2 separate regions of the Gossypium hirsutum genome follow, and region 2 is linked to region 1. The links are chromatin contacts, called in public Hi-C maps. All regions are on one chromosome and are shown on one strand. Each heading gives the region's core, a stretch centred on a gene start, on an enhancer-like site or on the middle of the called end of the contact. The rest is flanking DNA. Distances are from core to core; before and after follow the strand shown.

Region 1 (3,738 bases), core at 1,009-3,508:
ATCTCTCAAAGTTGTGTGTAAATAGTTCTACCTGTGCCATTTATTTATAAAGAGAAGGTAGAACCCTTGTTGAATTGTAGAGGTTTATTTCAAATAGAAAAAAAAAATTCATAGTCCTACTAGGAAAGGGAGAAGGGCTAATAGAGTATGTTTCCCCTCATATGTATTATAATGAGAATTCGAACCTCTTATTATATTTGACCCAATTATATGTGTTTTCTGAACTTTTAACCCAATAATTTATAATTTAATACAACCCAATACATATTTTTCTATTTTCCAAAATAAACATTAATTTTCCAATTAAATAATTTTCTCATCTCAATTTTACCCACAATAAAATTATAACAATTTTACCCTTGATAAAATTTCCAAGAAAATATATTTAATATTTCACAACTCAACTTTTTCACTGTGATCTAATGGTTTATTTACATTTTCGAACTATAAAACTACTCAAAAATATAAACTCATTCTTCCGATCATTTCTGAGTAATCCATGGACATTTGCAAATGAATCATTTCTCATTTTCATTTTCATTTCCATTTTGAGAAAATCAAATTCATTTCCAAATTATTCAATTTCTCCATTTCGGAGAAAACCATAATCATTTCTGAATGTTTTCCATTTCTCTATTTCTATTCATTTCGATTCAAACATGCAATTTATTTATGGTTTCAATGAGCCAGCGGAGGGATTGATTGGAAATATGTAATTAGGGCTCAAATAATTTATAATTAAGTTCAGAATTTTTGCCTATTAATTATAAACTTATTTAGTCACGAAATCATTTCACTATAGTATCGTGATTGAGCTCTCCCTAGCAACATACCATTACGAAAGCAGTTATTAGCGCTCATCCAATGACCTTGTCATAAATGTGTTACCCTCATAGGATATCCTTAATTTCTTTGGGATAATATCCACTCTCCCAATATGATCCTATTTTATCTTATGGTAACCATTACATCTTCCTTCATGAAAAGTTAATTATTATCAAATAATAATCAAGTCATTTCTAATAAAGACGAATGACCCGTGGCCACATTTACTTTTCATCAACCATATAATGCCAATGAGAGGATATTATTTACCCATGTCTCAAGTTATGAATTACTCTGTTGTGAATGACTCTACATGCTGTAGAAGTCGTACACCCAACGCACCAGCTTTCAATTCCTTATTTATTTAAACTCAGGGTTTTACTTACATCAAAGTGTACGAGTTACTCATATAAAGTCCGTCATCTACTCAATATTTAACTATACCACACTATGAACGTCACAAGTGAATAAATCCACAAACAGATTCAGGATCTATTTTACTTGGGTCATGTCCAATGTATTGTCAGTCCAGTTAGTCACATCTATGTCTCTATCTTCATTGGTAAATGTGCTCCAGTGGTCCCTCTATTAGAAGGACCTAATCAAATTAGTCCTTTTATATTAAATGGATCAATTCATTTCTTATAATATTAAAAAGAATTAAATAATGTCAAATTGGAATAGAGTTAATATTTACTATTAAAAAAGTTTCAATTACCGTTGAATGAAGTTAATATTTATTTAAGTTTTTATGATTCTGTAAATAAAATCTTTTCTTAAGAATTGAACTGCAATTGAAAAAATAAATTTCAAGACATTTTTTATATGATAAATGTTAATCCTGTTACAGTTTGAACTTATTTGATTCTTTTTAATATTATAAAAACTAAATTGATTCATTTAATAATAAAAAGAATAATTTAATTCATTCTGACCTCTTAAATACATTAACCTAAAGTAGTGACATCCAAGGTTGAACCTAAAGTTAATGAAAATTTGTTTATAAATCAATTAATGAATAATTTCTTCAATAAATAAATTTTTATACAATTATTTACTTTTAGTACATTTTTAAGTAAATGTAAAATAATGATTTAAATAATGTTAATTCTCAAACCAACCATATCCTCTCAATCTTTAAAAGTGAATAATATTACTTAAATTTATTCGAACTCATATTTTTTAAGGTGTTACAACAACAATACCAACCAAGCTAAAATTTAATAATGATCAATTCAATTGATGATTAAATTATCAATTCTCAGCTCAACAATAATTAAGTAAAAATTAAAAAATAATAAAAATTATCGACCTATCCAATTGTCAGTCATTTGGTACTACTATTCAATGTTTCAAGCTACCTACTCTAAGCCCGGAAATAGGTCTACAAGAGAGACTACTTTAACCCAAAATGGCCGGTTTAAATTTGGGCCAACTCTATCCGCAAAACCCATAAAGGAATCTGGAATTTTCTAGCATTTTCATGTTCTGCAGTCTAAACTTTGCGATGCAAATTTCTAGAAATTACTAGACAAGTTCTTTCCTCCTTATATATATATAACCTAATCTTTGTTTATCCTTGACATAACGAAATTCAGCAATTTTCTCAGCATACGATCACTTGCTTTCGCTTAAAAATGGCAATGATTCCTACCATCTTTGGCGACAACAGGCGCAGCAGCGTTTTCGACCCGTTTTCGTTGGACTTGTGGGATCCCTTTAAGGAGTTCGATTTCCCAACAGTCACATCGTTTCCTTCACTTTCCCGAGAAAACTCCGCTTTCGTCAACACGCGCGTGGACTGGAAGGAGACACCGGAGGCACACGTGTTCAAGGCGGACCTCCCGGGGATGGAGAAAGAGGAGGTGAAGGTGGAGATCGAAGACGATAGGGTTCTCCAAATCAGCGGAGAGAGGCACGTGGAGAAGGAAGACAGGAACGACACGTGGCATCGAGTGGAGCGGAGCAGCGGGAAGTTCTCGCGGAGGTTCAGGTTGCCGGAGAATGTGAGAATGGGCGACGTGAAGGCTTCCATGGAAAATGGGGTTCTTACTATCACTGTTCCTAAAGTTGAGATGAAGAAACCTGAGATCAAATCCGTTGAAATCTCTGGTTAATTGTGAAAAACGTGTTTTTGAAATCTGTGGTTTCGTTTGTTATTTTTACTTTTTGATTGATGTCTCTGTCCCTTTTGTTTGGAACAAGGTTTGATTATGTAAATCATTAATTTTAATGTCTGAGACTCTTGGTTTTTAAATTTTGTTTAGTGTTATTGTGTGAGTTAAAACATCATTGGTCCATCAGTTGAGGAGGCTATTTTTTTACTTCTTCGAGACAAGAATTCAACAGAACCTTCATACTACTGATTCCCAAAAAGCTTCATGGTGAAACAGCAAAGGATTTTAGACCCATCAATGATAGAGTCATTACAAAGATCATTGTCAATACATTAAAACCGATTATGACACATGAATAAAGCTTATGACATGCTCAGTTGGGGTTCATTAAAGAGGTATACAAAGCTACAAGCTTGTCGGGATAAGTGGGTAAGTTTGATTCTTACGAGTCTTAGTTTTGTCTAGTTAATGGGGATTATTGTGGCCAGGAGAGGCATTAGACAAGGAGATCCTTCTATGTCATAATGTACTCGTGCGTGTTGGAAAGGGCAGAGGAAGGAGAACAGGTTCATGTCATTAAGATTAGCAGAGATAGAGTTCCTATATCGCATTTATTTTTTGCTGAGGATAGTTTTATCTTCTTCCAAGCGAATTTAGAAGAATGCCAACATGTTAAAAGAATCTCGGATCAGTTCTATCCATTTTCTGGCGAGATTATTAACATGGATAAATCAGAATTTGTGGTGAGCAGAAATTGTCATACTAGATTCATGAGAATGTTTTATCTGGCATAAGA
Region 2 (3,449 bases), core at 108-2,607, 210 kb after region 1:
GATTCAGACGAAAATAATGCAAAAGTAAAAACAGCGTCATATTCCTAAGATAGCCCGGCTAGAACGATTTCAACCTTCTCCATTTCAGAGATCCGAGATCTAGCTGCATCTATTAAAGCACATTTGTTCTGAATCTTCACAACATACTCTTTAATCAACATCTCTCCCTTCTTGATCGAATGAAGATCATGACAAATCTGAGAGAGTTTTGCGCCAGAGACAGCGTAAACAATCGAGTAGCAGTGATCCAAACATCGTTCGCTGTTTTTATATCTGCAAAACTAGATAAAACAGAAGGAGAAAAAGTAGAAAGAAGCCACGAGGTAAGTAATTTATCCTATTGAACATAGGCTAAGGATTCCAGATTTGCCACCAAGGATCCATTCGACGACTGCACGAACCTCAGTGGAGTAGTTACTGTGCCATCAAGAAAACCAGTCAAGTTGTAACCATCGGTGATGAAACGAATGTATTGCCTCCACTACACAAACGTGTTATCATCAAGCTTTACAGTTTCATGTCGGGAAAATGTTTGAACCAACTGATTTTTGGTAAACGTAGAAGAACAAGGCGGCGCAGTGGTGGAATCACTAGAAGCATTGGTAGCCATTAAAGCACAAGAGGACAGGTCTAAAAGAATCAAGCGACTGATACCATGAAAATTACTCAGCAAAATACAAAGGTAAACAAAAAATAAACTGAGAAACTATAAAATCTTTCTTCATTTCTTTACTGTACATCACTACAAATATTTATAAACATTGTATGAGTTAATTGTTGCTAACAACCTTACTAACAGTATAACAATCTAGGTGTAACAGACTAACAAACCAGTCCAACAACTAAGGACTTCCTTATACTCTTAACAGCCATAGGTAGATCTTATACCAAAACACAAAATGCACTCATAGCATTATAGTGCATGGTAAAATGAGCAACCATACATTAAACTTTTATAAGAAAGAAAGCCAAAACATAATAAGTACAAATGAGCCTACTATATACCAAAGAAATATTAACCATGTTTTAGAGCACATAAAAAATGCTCCCTTGAATTAGTTTGCCTTCACAAATTCGTTGGTTTTGGCTATAAAATCCTTGTTTTATCTGCACAATATCACACTAACGCCAACAGCAATTTTACTAACATTCTCGCACTATTTATTATGACTATTCAGGGAACACTAAAAAGTAGTGAAACAAAAATGAAAAACAAAACCAGCAACAGCTGTTTCTTCGTTGTAGAAACTGCATTCTTAATGAAGTCTGACTTACCGGGTTGTGTCATCTTCGACTGGCTGATTTGTGTGAGCACAAAGCAACTGGCTTCCATTCCAAAGCAGTATCTGGTCCCTGCAGCCACCGCCACTTTCATTCAAAAACCAGCTTTCGAGTTTCATTGTATTAGCGTCATTTCAGAATATTATTCTGTATTTGAAAAGGAAAAGAAATTACGGATGAAGTAAATAATTTCCTTCGCATATACCATGGTCAATCCGATCGCGCTCGAGCTAAAAACAGTATCCGCGCAATACATAATATACACATATATTTGTTAATATCATTAAACGTATAATAAAGGGGCAATCAGATAGTGTTTGTAAACAATCATCTGAAAAAACAGAGTTATACAAAAAAGAAAATGTAAAACACTCACAAATCCCTGGCCTAGGGTTCTGTTGCATCCTTTGCAATGGAAAAATACCACAGGCAGATCATTGGCAAGCCAACAAGACGATAGAGGATCGGTGTTGACTTTGACACTAGAAAATATCAATGAAGCACAAAGCCTAAATTGTAAGTATTGTACTTGATTACAGAATGAAATGTAGTTGGGGTGATTGTGTATTTCAATGAAGAGGTATCTTACGCGTCGTGGCACAGAATTGCATTCCCCATCACCCCAGGTACCTGAAAAGTTGATTTAAAAGTTTCTAAGCATTCTTGGAACACCACATAATGTTATATAGATGTAATAATCGTATACCACATAATTGCTTTTCTGTTTTCTGTTAAACCTACAAGAAGTAGTCCCACAAAGAACACGATCAAGAATTGAAGTACCACTACCAGTAGTAAAACAAGAATCTTGATATATGTATATATACAAAGAGGGATAAGTGATACATGTTGAATGATGTTGGTCCCGCAGCTGATGTGGTTTCTGCAGTGCCGACATAAGAAGAAATTAGTTTGATTATTCATTGTATACCTAACGGTGTTTGGAGGCGTCGACATTGGAATCGAAGAAGGAGCTTGAGGAGATGATGATGATGATGACCCACTATTTTGACCATTTTCATTATTCATTGTTTGAGCTGAGTCCAAGAAACATACACCCAAAGCCTATGTTATAAAGAAGATGAGAGTTGAGAGAGTCGGATTATAAGGTGTTAGGATCGTCCCAATTAAGCAACAGGCAAGTAAAAATAGCAGAAGAAATTGAGAAGATGAACACACAAATTTAATATGGAAAACCCCTTCAAAGAGGATAAAAAACCACGGGCAAATATAATTTTACTATAATGGCAAAAGAATGAAGAGTAAAAAAGATGGAGATAAAAACTAAACCTCAAAAACCCAAAAAACAAATAACTCTCAAAACGTAAACAAAAAATTCTCTGAATGTGTTATGAGTTCTAATCTAATGGGTATTATTTCTAATATTGTAAAAGAGCCTATTTATAGGCTAAATTAGTAAGTTAAATAAACTATACTAATAAACGCTAAATATATTATACTAATAAATACTAAATCTTCTAGAAAGAAAATATATTTTTGTTTAACTTGACTTGCAAGCAATCTCTTAGAATTTGGGTGACACAACTCTACCAATCTCCACATTGAAACGAATTCTTTCAATGCCATCTTTGCCAAAACCCGCCACGGGCCTATCTTGAACTATGCAGGGAATTAACTGAGTCGAATCTATGCTTTAAAGCTGGAAGGCTTCTAGCCTTCGACTTATGCACTGCCAAATCAATACTAACCCGGGTCTGATTTTCACGAACACAGTGCCCTAAATTTTTAAAACATGCATCCAAAAGAGAACCTCTTTTCAACGAAACGGTCATACCTTTTTCCCTCCTATGACCCAGTTGCCACCGCTCCAAACGAGTTGACTTTGACTCCGTAACGGACGAGGGACGTTCGATTTCACCGGTCACTGTAGAACCTTCCAGAATATAAAGACTGCCAGTTCTTTTACCTTTTAATAAAACGAGAGCTCCACGAGATACTTTAATGTCGCTCGACTCGATGTTGATTCTACATCCTTTCAAGTCTAAAATACTCAAGGAGATGAGATTCTTTCGTAAATCAGGTACATAACTGACATCTGAGAGTGTCCTAATCGTCCCATCATGTATCCTACTTTTAACAGTACCAATACCGATTATCTTACTAGATGAATTGTTTCCCATGTTCACAACTCCACCTTCAACTGAACT

What was found. Hi-C and Micro-C count contacts between places; a contact is called where the count stands out from the background.
Region 2: a contact with region 1 is called in a Hi-C map of leaf, with 2.8 times the contacts expected there. The contact joins the promoter of LOC121215557 here to the promoter of LOC107950301 in region 1. A contact is called at or near these places in 7 of 34 Hi-C or Micro-C datasets (hypocotyl, leaf and petal).

The regions. Positions count from the first base shown.
Region 1 is chrD03:48,222,778-48,226,515 of Gossypium_hirsutum_v2.1, forward strand. It overlaps LOC107950301 (17.5 kDa class I heat shock protein), which reads left to right and starts at 2,259. Exons shown (of 1, transcript XM_016885115.2): 1 at 2,259-3,082. The coding sequence starts at 2,463. The coding sequence ends at 2,942.
Region 2 is chrD03:48,435,118-48,438,566 of Gossypium_hirsutum_v2.1, forward strand. It overlaps LOC121215557, which reads right to left and starts at 1,358. Exons shown (of 3, transcript XM_041090339.1): 1 at 1-1,358. It also overlaps the pseudogene LOC107949969.